Regions from separate parts of the Arachis hypogaea genome. Here region 1 is linked to region 2. Evidence: chromatin contacts called from public Hi-C data. All regions are on one chromosome and are shown on one strand. Each heading gives the region's core, a stretch centred on a gene start, on an enhancer-like site or on the middle of the called end of the contact. The rest is flanking DNA. Distances are from core to core; before and after follow the strand shown. Region 1 holds the start of LOC112790923 (protein BCCIP homolog). Region 2 holds the start of LOC112790927 (remorin).

Evidence for each region. Hi-C and Micro-C count contacts between places; a contact is called where the count stands out from the background.
Region 1: a contact with region 2 is called in a Hi-C map of leaf, with 4 times the contacts expected there. The contact joins the promoter of LOC112790923 here to the promoter of LOC112790927 in region 2. A contact is called at or near these places in 2 of 8 Hi-C or Micro-C datasets (both in leaf).

Annotation. Positions count from the first base shown.
Region 1 is chr3:112,317,538-112,321,617 of arahy.Tifrunner.gnm2.J5K5, reverse strand. It overlaps LOC112790923 (protein BCCIP homolog), which reads left to right and starts at 2,821. Exons shown (of 10, transcript XM_025833548.2): 1 at 2,821-3,435. LOC112790922 (probable LRR receptor-like serine/threonine-protein kinase At1g63430) reads left to right here. Exons shown (of 13, transcript XM_025833546.3): 6 at 98-211; 7 at 286-350; 8 at 673-924; 9 at 1,010-1,215; 10 at 1,309-1,444; 11 at 1,527-1,684; 12 at 1,811-2,026; 13 at 2,158-2,716. The coding sequence ends at 2,403.
Region 2 is chr3:112,551,688-112,556,102 of arahy.Tifrunner.gnm2.J5K5, reverse strand. It overlaps LOC112790927 (remorin), which reads right to left and starts at 1,747. Exons shown (of 4, transcript XM_025833555.2): 1 at 1,514-1,747; 2 at 1,276-1,405; 3 at 1,085-1,166; 4 at 614-977. The coding sequence starts at 1,616. The coding sequence ends at 777.

The DNA of each region.
Region 1 (4,080 bases), core at 1,572-4,071, 240 kb after region 2:
AATTTATCTGGTTTACTGTTAAATATAAGATACAAGCTACACCTTCAAAATTTGTTTCTGGTGGTCTGTCTCTTACAGTTCTTATAATTTTCTTCAGGTATGCCTCAAATGTGAATTTAACTGGCTTGTGTCGTACGTCTCAATTAAAAGTTGCAGATTTTTCATATAACTTCTTTGTTGGGAGCTTACCCAAATGTTTGCGTGTTCCAAGGTACTTATTTGATCCTCATTTCATGTTTTGCCATTCTACTCAACCTCCACATTTACATGAATTCTGTCAAACAGATCAAGCTTTCAAGGGAATTGCCTTCAGATTAAAGACATAAAGCAGCGGACTTCTGTACAATGTGGTATGCATGACACTATTTTTTTTGTACTCTTAAAGTTGAAAGCATGAATTAGAACATCTCATGAAAATTAAAAAATACATAGGAGACGAAATGAGCTCTGGCTTGAATTCATTGTAAAGGGTCTTTCAAAGTTTCACTGGCTTCTGGCTTCCCTTTATTTTCCTTTTCAAAATCCAACCTGTTTCCAAGAGTGGAATGAATGAATATAATAAGTAACATTTGAATGAACTTTGTAAATCCAACATACGTATTATCTATCTATTTACTAGATATATTCTTGGCCTTACTCATTGAATGTTTTTTATGAACTATCATTTCATAGCTGGTGCTTCACCTGCCCAGAGCCATCCAGTAATGAACCTAAAGCATCGAGCTGCTGAACATGTGTCGAAGCATCAAAGAGCATCAAAACCTTCCTGGCTTTTGGCTCTAGAGATAGCGACGGGAGTCATGGTTGGTTGTCTCTTTTTGATTGCTATTTTCACGGCGTATCAGAGGTTTAACAGCAAATCATCTATCATCATTCCTTGGAAAAAATCTTCAAGCGAGAAAGAGCATATGACAGTATATATAGGTTCAGTTTCTACACCCTCCGGTGTGTATTTCCTTCTAATATTTCTAGAATTGCTTTTAACATACTCAACAATATCAATATGCAGAATCTGATGTGTTGAAAGATGTGACGAAGTATAGCAGACAAGATCTTGAAGTGGCCTGCGAAGACTTCAGCAACATAATTGGTTCTTCACCAGATAGTGTGGTCTACAAGGGTACAATGAAAGGTGGACCCGAGATTGCTGTAATTTCCCTCTGCATTAAGGAAGAGCATTGGACGGGTTACCTTGAGCTCTATTTTCAGAGAGAGGTAATGGAACATTGCAGTTCCTAAAATGTGCAAGAACTGACAGACAAATAATCAAGACAAGTTCTTAATTTTTCTGTTATTGATTCCATTCAGGTGGCAGACTTGGCAAGGTTGAATCATGAGAATACAGGAAAACTGCTAGGTTATTGTAGAGAGAGCAATCCTTTTACCAGGATGCTGGTTTTTGATTATGCTTCAAATGGGACACTCTATGAGCACCTACATTGCTGTAAGTCAAGTTTCTTTCCTCCTTACATGATTTTTTTCTCTCCCATTCGTTTTGGTTTCTTAAAAAGGAATTTTGACTGCAGATGAAGAAGGGTGCCAATTGTCTTGGACACGGCGTATGAAAGTTATTATAGGCATTGCTCGTGGACTCAAGTATTTGCACACAGAAATTGAACCACCATTCACTATCTCAGAGTTGAATTCCAATGCTGTATATCTTACAGAAGACTTTTCACCAAAGGTATGCATGCATTGAAACTGGTTTAAATGTTCAGACCCACCAATTGAGACAGTGTAATTGAGTATCCTATATTTAACACACTACACTTGCCATGCCTTCTCATTTTATTGAAACCTTAAATCGCAGCTGGTCGATTTTGAAAGTTGGAAGACAATTCTTGAAAGATCAGAGAAGAATTCTGGTTCCATTGGCAGCCAGGGCTCCATGTGCCTTCTTTCAAATTCCGTGGAGGCACGTCGTCTTGACACCAAAGGAAACATATACGGCGTTGCAGTACTTCTACTGGAAATAATCAGCGGACGACCTCCGTATTGCAAGGACAAAGGGTACTTGGTGGACTGGGTAAGAAACTCTAATTTTATCTGCTTACTTAAAATTCAAGTAACCGCTCAATTCAACTTCTTGAATTTGTATCAACAGATTGTAAGGAAACTAAACTTTTCATTTTATTTGCTTTTAATTATCATTATCAGGCTAGGGAATATCTTGAGATACCGGAAATGATGTCAAGTGTGGTGGATCCAGAGTTAAAACATTACAGAGAAGACGACTTGAAAGTAATATGTGAGGTGGTATCTCAATGCATCAATGGTGACCCCAACGGCCGTCCGTCAATGCGGGAATTATGTAGCATTCTGGAGGGCAGAATTGACACTTCAATTAGCGTGGATCTCAAGGGATCATCTTTGGCTTGGGCTGAACTTGCCCTTTCATCTTAGATTCATTTGAGATTGTGTCAATGCTAATGACCAAGTATAACACAAAGATTGTCACATATACATTCAACCAGCATCTATAACTACTACTAACACTTGTTCTTTTTTCTGACTACTTAAATTGTCAATTTTTTCTTTTTCTTTCTTACATGTAAATGGTTGCTAAGAAAGGGAATGGGTGAGGATTAATGCATGACAAGGTGTCATCATTGTATAGCAGTGGTAGGTGAAATTCCAGAAATTGATTAATGTAAGAAGTTTGTCAGGCTACAATTGTATTTTTCGTATATTTGTATACATTGAGCATTTTGTTGTACGGTTTGGGATTCTTGTTGAGAGTTTTACCTTTTTTTTTGTGAGTAAATTTTTCTAATTATATTATTTAGTATAAGCCAATGCCTAAGGGCATTCAGAGGATTCATATTCTTCGGCTTTCTCCTTTAACGAGGACTTACTTAAGAAGTGGGTTAAAAATAGGGATGCACAATACAAAACATCAGCTCACTTACAAATATAAGACACTTCAAAACATAGATTTACATTCTTGATCACAATTTATATTTCTTTATTAAAAAAAAAAAAAGCTCTTACTAGCAGGTGTAGCCGTGTAGGCTTTTCATGACTGTTGTTGTTGCCGTTTGGGAATATAGAAGGAGAGGCCATTCGAGCCAGAGCACGAGCATTTTGCACTGGAGTAGCTATAACAAATTTAACCGTCAGACTGTTATGTACACAATATATTTAAGATTTCTAATTTAAATGGGATACTCTCAAAGCCCAAACAACAAACACTCCTAAACGGCTAATTGGCTAAACCCTAACACATCACTCCTCTGTCCTCTCCCACGCTGCTGCCGTCGTCTCTAACCCATCGCTGCTGCAATTATGTTGAACCTGTAGCTTTCTTCGATTCTTCCCTGTCTCCTCCTCAGTCGGTTAAGCCACATCAGCTTCGCCTCCGCCGACCTGGTGACCGCCGTCGGCCATCGCGCACAGCAGTAACTCTCTGCTTCGTTCAAACTTCTGAGTTCCAAGGTAACGAGATTTCCTTCTCTCTGCTACTCTCTGCTTCGTTCTGCCTTTATTCCTTTCCATGGTTTCCTTTCTTGTTCATTCCTTTCCAATTTCCATGTGAACGATATCTGTTCTCTCTGCAACTTTTCTCAGCTACAACTCATGTTTATGTTATGTGCTAAAATTTCACTAGCTACTTAGTACAAGTAATGATCCTGGCCTGTTATCAATTACATGTGCTGATCGTTGCCTCCACATTAACAATGTTTTAAAGCAATTATTATGTTTGCTAAAATGTGGAGTAATGGTATATACCCCATTTTATATGTATACCTTATGTGCACCATTTCTGCTATAGTATTAAAGTGATTGATCAGAAACTAGAAAAGATGAGGATGAAAATTTGGTATTTTTTAAGACTTGTTGCTTAATCTATGCATGCTAATCTATCATTTACTACATATAAACACAGATTTGAGGAAGTAGGGTTGGGGGGAGGGGGGAGGGGCGGATTTAGGAAATATTATTTTGCAATGATGATTGAATTGAAAGAACATGGGAAAAACAAATTGACTGAACAATTTTATTCTGAATTGCAGAGAGCATGAAACTCATTTCTTGTAGAAGAATCTAGTAATAAATGGCTAAAACTTTTCAATAAAAATG
Region 2 (4,415 bases), core at 498-2,997:
TTCAAATAAAAAAGATTAAACTAATGTTGTCGCGTTCAACTTCATAGATGAAACTACCTTTATTGAATAAATTTTTATTCTTTCTAAATCTGGCTATGCTTTTTGGGACAAGACATGAATATTATATATGATATGAATATCCATGAGAGTATACTCCATATCATATATGCTGTAAAAAATTATTTAAAACTTTCTTTAGATGAATCTTCAGTTGGGATTATGAATTAGGAGGGTAGTAGGCATATTACGCGATGAAATAAAGGAAAAGATCAGCAACCATTGTAAATGGCAATGCCTTCCCTAACCGAAAATGAGAAGCACTAAAGCAACACTAAAATAAGAAGCAGGGTTTAAATGAATAATAAGAATAACTATAAGATAGTATCGGACACTAAAACTAAAATTTTAATTTTTTTTAGTTATTTTCAAAAAACACATATATAAAAGACTAAAATTTTAAAAATAAAGAATAAAATTTTAATAATAATTTTTTTAAAAAAAATATATACATTTAACTTTTTACATTTTAAATTTATCTATTAATTTTTATATTTATTTTAAATTAAATATAATACTAAAATATATCTGAATTCATCCTATTTTATACCAAATATAATATAAAAAATTAATTTATCTTTATCTTTATGTTTTGGGTTTTTGTTTTCAAGCCTAGTAACGATTATGTCAACAGCACATACCATTATACCGGAAAACAATCACAGAAGGCGATGACTGTGAGAGTCTGATCCTTTCTTTAAAAAACAAATTAAAAAAGCTTAAGCACTAAAGCATGAAAGGATTTTCTTTGGGGAATAGCCACGTGTGCGAAAATTCTCAGCAGTGTCCTCTATCTTGAGCAATCCTTTCCCTCTTTGAGCTTCAATTCCTGCTCTTTTTTCCTCTGCCATCCGATGAATTTCGGCAATTTTATTTTGCATCTTTTCGAAATACTCAGCCTTCTTTCTCTCCATTTTTTCCTGTTATAACAAATTAAAGCCATGCATTTAGATCACATTTTTATCAAACGAAGGGATGTAATTAACATGGAATAATTAATGGAGCAAATAAAGCAGGTATATATTACAGCATTTTTCTTAAGCTTTGCCTCAACCGACGCTTTCTTGCTATCCTCCCATAATCCAACAGCAAATTGCATCTTATAAGCCCTGTTAATATTAACCGAATTCATATACCAACATATACTACAGAATAATTTTACGTGATATTTTGACATATTCATAAGAGTCTTTCTCAGATGGAACTTTATGATTATACCTGTTGTCTATTTTAGTCTTCTCACTTTCTTCCCATGCTTTAATCAAAGCCCGTTTCTTCTCTGCTTCAAGTCTTGCAAGCGGACCATCTAAATCCCCTGTATCCTTTCTGGCAGAAGAAGTTGCCGCCTCTATACGAAAACGTTTGACACAGCAATTAAGGTAACATTATTATTTATTTATATGCAGAAAAGTGGCAATCACAAGCACCAACAATAATGCAAGAGGAGAGTGTGAACCTTGATATTTGAGGAGTTTATTGTTTTCGGTATAAGAGTAGTGAGGAACATCCTCGGAGTCCGATGAGTTTGAGTTATTGTCAGAGGTCTCTCCCATGAACATCCTAAGCTATATTAGCAGAGTCCGATGAAAACCACTATATGTGAAGCTTCACCTTTAATTCTTTTGGATTCTAACAATAACTCCTAACTCCCACTCTTCTTTAAGAGGCGCTTCCACTCCCAATAACATTTTCTCAAGTATATATATATAATATATGCCTCTTTGCTCAACGCAACAGCTCTTGAACCAAAGCGTAACCGAATAATGTTACGTTGCGATACCTTTTTATTATTTTTAATTTGTCCTTAATCAGTAATTAATTAGATGATGTTCTATCTTGCCTCTTTGAAAGAGCCCTCGATTCACTGATTGAATTGACAACAAGAGTCATGATTTAGCCTTTTGTTAATTCGTTATACCAACGTGGCCACATTGTAATTTGTTGTTTCCAAATGCAGATGATGCTTACAATTTAATCACACGAATGTCACAATGATGTTGAGTTTTGACGCATAATAAGTAGTCTGAGAGATTAAATTCATATTTCATACCATCTTTAATATGTAGTATCGCCATAGAGGTAGGAAAGTAGAAAATATTGTTGCTCATTTAATCCACCGTGAAGAGAATTTTTCTGGTGCTTAAGTTATAGCCTTCTCTTCCTATGCTAGTATGAGATAGTTGTAACAAAAATTAAACTGATGTAGAAGAACCAAAACCTTCTACACTTATAAAAGGTATGACAGTAACGTACAAAGATGATAAGTGGTTGGTTTGAAGACATGTCTGTCAACTGGTAACGTTGTAAAAGATGGACAAAAAGTGGCAATTTTGGTAGATGAATTTCAAAATTAAAAAATATGAACCCGATGACAACTAATAATTGAATTATTCACACTTATTGGATATAATTGTTACATAATCAAATGGGTTATAATAATAATTGGAACAAAAAAAAAGCTTGCAACGAGATCAGTGTGCAGAAAATGTTGGATGTGCTGTCCCCGTAACATTGTAGAAAATATCCTCTAATCGACCAATTTTCATTTTTCTGGGTTGCCACTGCATTTCTGTAGATGTATAAAAGGTTTAGGTTATGACCAAAATTAAATGATGGTAATGTTTTGAGCCCATTGGATTTAAGTCATTTAACAAATGAAAGCATTAAGTATTCCTTGCTTAAAATATTTTTATTAATTTGACGAGATTATATAAATGTAAGAACCTAGGTGCTGCAAATGGAATTTTCTCTTTAGCCAAAGCCTAAACCCTGTGTATTGCACGCATTTCCGCGTGAGAAGCAGGCTCTCGAAAGACAAGGGCTGACGAAATTGTTGTCAGTACAGAAATAAAACATGAAGCAGAAATAAAGAAAAGGTTTCTTTTTGCATTGGTCAACAAAAAAAATATCTCCCCCTTCCTAGGCAGGTAGGTACTATGTACCCGAGACTTGACTTGAGAGTAAGCAGTTTAAATAAAAACATGGTACCAAGGCCCATGGTATCTCCACCTCATTCTTTTCTTCTCATCACTTAACAACCAACCTCGTATTTAGCTCTTGCTCTTCTCTTCCACGGTTCCACCACCACCGCTACATTTTTACATTTACCATTCCAAATCCATCTTCTTCATTTCCACAACAAACAAAAACATTTAAAAGGAATGGATGTATTTATTTCAGAAGAGTACGTGGCAAAGCGAAGAATGGAGAAGAAGGCGGCGAAAGGAGTCTCCAATTCACATAATAGGAACATCAAGGAAGCTTCTTCCAACGATAACAACAACAACAACGTCAGCAACGCTTTCTTCCTCTCTAATTCTAATTCTATTGGCGCAGACAATCATCATCTTGTTTTCACTTGCTTCTCTGCTTAAACAACCTACATTCCCCTCATACTAACTATTTGCTGTATCATTTCAGAAAGCAATGATGAATGATGCTTAACCACATTACTTACTTCATCATGCTAATCCTACACCATTCCTATGCTCTTTATTTTTTATTTATTTATTTATTTTTCCCTTTTTGTAAGATCGCAGATTCCCAGTATTTGTTTAGAGAAACGAGAACTAGAAAATTAGGGCAAACAGAGCAAGGCTAACCCCCGTTTTGCACTCGCTTGTAAAACATTGTTCAGACAAAGTGGATATTTTTGGTCTTCAAGTGGATTTCTTGACCCAAAAACAGTGTATACTTTGGCCCAGTAATAGCCCACTATCAATGTTCGTTTTAAAAAAACTAGTTGTTTATTGCTACTCACTGGGCCCAAACTAATGAAATATTCACTCAACGATACCAGAAATTAAATTAAATAAATAGAAGGAAACTAGTAAGAAAATGAAAGGCTAGGAAGGCATTCATGAGTTAATATTAGTTTTTTTTATAACAAGAGTTACATAGTCATTTAATTAAATTCACTCTACGATCATTTTTTAGTTAATATATTCAAAAGTTATTTATTTTTAATAAAGGTAAAGTATATATTTTTTAATTTTTGTAATTTTTTAAAAAATATTTTTAACATTTAATTTTATTTTTGATATTTTTATTTGTGTCAAAATTATATTTTGACATTAATTTTATTTAAAATATTAAGGACAAAATTTAAAACATTAAGGAATAATTTTGACGAAAATAAAAAATATTATTGACAAATTGAATGAATTGAAAATATTAAAGACAAAATTAGATGAAATTAAATATTAGTTATTTTTAAAAAAAATTATAAATATTAAGAATGAAAAGTATAATTTACCTTTTTAATAATATAACCATACAAATTTTTGTCAATAATAATAATAATAATAAAATTGAAGATATGGTATTATATATATTTTGATGTGTGACTGGCATTGTGA